2 separate regions of the Cyprinus carpio genome follow, and region 1 is linked to region 2. Evidence: chromatin contacts called from public Hi-C data. All regions are on one chromosome and are shown on one strand. Each heading gives the region's core, a stretch centred on a gene start, on an enhancer-like site or on the middle of the called end of the contact. The rest is flanking DNA. Distances are from core to core; before and after follow the strand shown. Region 1 overlaps mtrex (exosome RNA helicase MTR4). Region 2 holds the start of plpp1a (phospholipid phosphatase 1).

What was found. A called contact is a pair of places that touch in the nucleus more often than the background predicts.
Region 1: a Hi-C map of liver shows a contact between it and region 2, with 6 times the contacts expected there. The contact joins the enhancer-like site here to the promoter of plpp1a in region 2. A contact is called at or near these places in 5 of 8 Hi-C or Micro-C datasets (liver, red blood cells and skeletal muscle).

What each region holds. Positions count from the first base shown.
Region 1 is chrB10:7,364,673-7,367,372 of ASM1834038v1, reverse strand. mtrex (exosome RNA helicase MTR4) reads left to right here. Exons shown (of 27, transcript XM_042732295.1): 8 at 767-891; 9 at 1,120-1,218; 10 at 1,560-1,677; 11 at 2,618-2,700. Among protein-coding and RNA genes, the nearest start is that of mtrex, 6.4 kb to the left of the region's middle. Within about 2 kb of position 1,427, at least 1 of the 8 cell types and tissues checked has an H3K27ac peak or open chromatin away from gene starts, as enhancers often do. A contact at or near this core is called in liver, where this site is marked.
Region 2 is chrB10:7,325,246-7,327,945 of ASM1834038v1, reverse strand. It overlaps plpp1a (phospholipid phosphatase 1), which reads right to left and starts at 1,310. Exons shown (of 6, transcript XM_042732297.1): 1 at 900-1,310. The coding sequence starts at 957.

The DNA of each region.
Region 1 (2,700 bases), core at 178-2,677, 39 kb before region 2:
AGAAACAAACTGATGACAGCTCCGTTTGTTTGCTGTAATATTACTTTGGTCAATAATAGCAGATACCAAACACTGAAGATGGAAAAACGCTGCTGTGGTTACAATGTCGTTCTGTTCTGTACATGCACAGAACTGCAATTCAGGAGATACACTCGTATTAGTCTCGCATGGCCAGACCTTCAGACTGATGGCTGAAGGTCTGGAATTCATAGAAGCTTTCTTTGGCCAAGGCCTGCTCATGAGGCTATTTGACCGACATGTCAAACAACCATTCACAGTTCATTTCATTCAGCGTCACGTGGAAATGTCGTCACAATAACAGACCGGTGTGTTAAACTCTCGGACGTATTTGAAAGATTCTATGCCACGAACTTTAAATATTTCACATACTTTTGAAACTCCAGCGTTTAGTTAATAATCACAAGCCCTAACAGTCACAAAAGAAAAAACTACGGCTTTCTTCTTTTTATAAAGGGGTTTGGCGTCACGGCATCTTTGTTTCCGGACAGAACATTAAAGAAGGCGACACACACGTCTCGCAGAAATCCTGTAGAATTCAACCAATCCGACGACGACTTCGACACTCCTGAAGTGTTTCTCATATGCATCAGACGTTTAGCCAATGGTCCATGGGCGTGACGTCTGAGGCTGAGACTACACTCTCATATATAAATGCGGTTGTGTACGTGGCCATTGTGACGTGCATATAAGTTCTTTGTATGTTAGCTGTCACTGAGTTTGTTTTTCTGGGTCACATGACCTGCAGAGCGTGGAGTGGTCTGGGAGGAAACCATCATCCTACTGCCGGACAACGTGCATCATGTCTTCCTGTCCGCCACCATTCCCAACGCTCGACAGTTTGCCGAGTGGATTTGTCACCTTCACAAACAGGTGCATCATCACTCTAGCAAACACTTTCGTAACCACCTAACAACAGCCTTGAATGCCTGCTCAAAAACACTAACCTCTACTTTAGCAGTGTTCTAACATCCAGTTTTTAAACTGAAAGAAGTACTAAATCTGAAATAAAAATAAATTGCAGCTAAATAGAAATTTGAAAACAGAAACTAATGAAAATTTGTCAAATGCACATAACAGAAGTTGCTTGTTTACTTGCAGCCCTGCCACGTGGTGTACACAGACTACCGCCCCACTCCTCTGCAGCACTACGTCTTTCCAGCAGGGGGTGATGGACTCCACCTTGTTGTGGATGAGAACGTAAGTAGCTGAATACTTTGGAAAGCTGCATTAATACCTTTATTCTGTCATCAGAGATGAAGGTTAAACACACACCAATGATCTTGGGTGTGTGCCCTCCTCTGTGTTACAGAATGGAATCTGTGTTCTATTATCTGTCAGGGGTGTAGTATTGGAACTGTTATTTCAAGAATGGCACGTCTAGATGTAATTCAACACAGATTCTGAAAGCTGGAATATCTGTGTGTGTGTGTTGCATAACTTCCAAGCCACAACCAACGCAACAAGCTGATCAAGTTTAAGAAAATATTCCTAATATCATTGCAGTTATGTAATCATATTTTAATGGTATTTCTTGTCAGGGAGAGTTCAGAGAAGACAATTTTAACACAGCAATGCAGGTCCTGAGGGATGCAGGGGACTCGAGTGGCAACGCTGGGGGCAAATGGGACCCCAAAGGCAGAAAGGGTGGAACCAAAGGTTAGTATTCAACTCTCAACATGAAATCAAAATAACACAATCAGTATTTTTCCAAGAAAAAAAGTTGCTCTATTCTAGCATCTGACGCCCACTTTCAAGATCCACTCAATTTCTAATGAATAAAATAAAGTTGGACTCATCATTTTATTATTTTAATTTGTTTAATATCCTGTTTCACATGGAAATAATATCAGATTTCGCAAGTACAATGGGTTGTTAACTGTTCCATGTTCATTTTAAGGTTAAATTTTGTAAGATTGTGCAGTGATGGGCTCTAAGCCCTCAATTCAGTCACTAGTTCAGAGAAATGGTCAACCTTTGATGGACTCTCATTGATTTGCTGTGTATTGTGCACATTGACTGATCTGAGTCATCGATATGGAACTGTTTACACCAATTTGATTTCCATTTTTGCACAAAAAGTCAGCTGTTGATTGTTTGTGCTGATATAAAGCTCCCAAACTATAAGCGTAATCCTCAGTTATTTAAATCAAGGGGAAGCTCAGCCTGATTTAAAAGTAAATTAACTTCCTATCATTGCATTTTAAGCTAATGCTGAAGTTGAGCTTTATTAAAAATTAAATGAACTTCCTCTCCCTGGATTTCGCTGTCAGCCGTATCTACAATTGGGATTCACAGATAACTGATAAATGAATGAGTTAAAATAAACACACACACACACAAAAGCGGTAGTATTTAAGTCGTTTTAAATGTCACCTGCATTTGTAGAGTTATGAGCTGTATTAAAAAAATAAAAAACAAATAGTCATTTTATTACGACGTTAAAACTTATAAAAAAATAATATTTCACAGGTTCACACATTTATACTGTATTTTTGGCACGGTCCTCTTGTGCCAAAGAGGAATTGCCTGTGCATTAGATGCTGGGAACATGCTAAATGCTGTATTAAAAATTGCTTCTGTTTGTTTTTTCTCTTAGGTCCATCCAATGTCTTTAAGATTGTGAAGATGATCATGGAAAGGAACTTCCAGCCGGTGATTATCTTCAGCTTCAGTAAGAAA
Region 2 (2,700 bases), core at 61-2,560:
ACAACTGATTATAATATTTGTCAGTTACATGATCATTTTAAATGTTACCTTTTATCTTTTTTTTCAGTCTGACAGGTTGCATTGTGACAACATACCCCATATAGTGTGACAACAGGATCTGCTGTTGGGGCATGTTGTCACAGCAGGTGTGTTCAATGAATCTTTCTAATAGACAATCATTTTAAATGTATGTTGTGTATGTTGAATGTATGTTGTTATTATACAGAAACGGACATTATAAATATTAAATAAAATATTTACTGGGTTAAAAAATTGTAACAAGTAGCCCAACCTAGCCCAACCTACTATATATATGTGTGTGTTTTAGTGCTTTTTTGTGTGTGTGTGTGTGTGTGTGTGTGTGTGTATTAGAGTAAAGTTCATGGGCTGCGGTTTAAAAAAAAGCTGTGGGGTTTCTCGTGTGATTTTTGAATGATTTTTAGTGCTGTTTCACGTGTATTCCCCCTTATACAATCTATGGTATCCCCATACACCCAGACACATTTAAAAACAAAAAAAACTCTGCACAAAAAATAACACCCTGTTATTATAATAAAAAAACTCTGATAAGGCGTGTAGATGAAGGCAAGTACGCACTATGACGCACACTATGGGGCACACTATGGGCGCACACTATGGGTGTCACATGTGGTTAATATGTCAGTACCATTGTTGTAATGTTGAATCCCATGCAATTCAATAACGTGCATGGCAACATGCATCTAAAACAACTGACACGTCTTAAGTACATTTATATAATAATATCTTACATTAATATATCTTATCTGTACAACACATATTAGCGCTAACGATTTAAATTATTCCCACTTCGCTGTAAGACTCGAGACAATGCATCCAGGAAATACAAGCAAGACTAACGTACTCAAAATAATGCTTACCGAGTATTAGGCACGCGATGTCAAGCAATATAAAGGGGATTCCTCTGGTTTCAAACATGGTGTCAGTGTCCTTCTGTGGGTCGGTTATGGAGATAGAGGCTTAATTTAAGGCGTCCTCAGTGTAAACAGCGTGACGGAGAGTCCAGCTCTAGTGGTGCACTGAGAGAGAAATGATCGGCAGCGACGCGCACTAACGCGAGCACAAACACTCTTAATAACATTGACTGCGCAATGGCGACTAATAATCAGCCGGAGAGCAGGCAGAGCGAGCCGTTTGGTTGTAGTTCCTTAGATTTGATCACCATTTCAACGCATGAGGTTAAGAATAAGCGATGACGAGCCGGCGGTGCTTTTAAATAGACGCGAGTGTCTTTGGACTCCACACTGCTGCGCTTCTGCTGCCTGTCATGACGTGCAACAGCTGAGGCTCGTCTCAGCCAATCGCTCGTCTCTCGGTCTAAGCCCCGCCCCCCATACGCCTATACAATTACATATATATCATGACTAGTCAATGACTAGCTGAGAAAAAAATACATTACACACACACACACACACACACATTAATTTATTGTAACAAAAGTTTTTAATATTAATTAGAGACAGAAGCTTGTGAAAAATATAGCGAGTAGTAAGATCTAATATTTACCATGTTTAAAGTATTTAAAAAATAATAATTTAATAATTTAATAACAGAAATATACGCGAAATCAAAATGAGCAGTGTTTTAAAGGAAAAATAGTGTTTTATATTTAGATCATTGATACTCAAATGTCATAACACAATTTGAGTGTCCTATCAAAATCGTGCAGCTTTATCATGACTTTTAAATTTAAATCTATCTTTACTTTGTCATATTAAATCAGTAAAATTATATATATATATATATAATATATATATATATATATATATATATATATATATATATTAAATTAGTTAAATTTAATTAAATCAGTAAAAAAAATATTCAATTAAAATAATACATTACATTTACATTTAGTCATTTAGCAGACGCTTTTATCCAAAGCGACTTACAAATGAGGACAATGGAAGCAATCAAAAACAAAAAAAGAGCAATGATATATAAGTGCTTTAACAAGTCTCAGTTAGCTTAAACGCAGTACACGTAGCGTAAACATAATAAGTGTATTGTTAAAAATGTTCAGAAATCACAGTACATAGGTACATGGTAAGCCAAATAGGTACAAAATAGTGCAGAGGTCAGGACGATTTATATTAATAATGCAATACTGCCATCTACTGGTACAGTCTGGACAAATCTTCATTCGTAGTCCATGGTGTTTTTAGTAAATAATGACGTATGAAAATCAGTGTTTTTTTCTCCTTCGTTTTATTCTGCTTTGTCCTAAAAAAAAATAAAAATAAGTTAAAAATCTAAATGACTTTTCATTTACAATAAATCAGAGCGAATTCGTTCCAAAACTATATATATATATATATATTATATATATATATATATATATATATATATAATATATATATAATATATATATATATAAACATAAACATACATGCTTTGAGGTTTGGGGGTGCAGTAAAAAAAAAACAAAAACAAACAAAAAATAAAAATAATAATAATGTCCCCCAATAAATAATTATATTAAACTACTCTACACAGCAAAACAGAGTGCTTTGCACCCTGAAGTCTTATATACCTGACAGGCTTGTATTCTGCCTGAACTTCAATAAAATTAAGCTAAATCTGAAGATTATAAATTGTGCACACATATAAGTATTTGGAAGGGTCTCTTAAACCCTCTTACAAATACTGTTAATCTTCAGC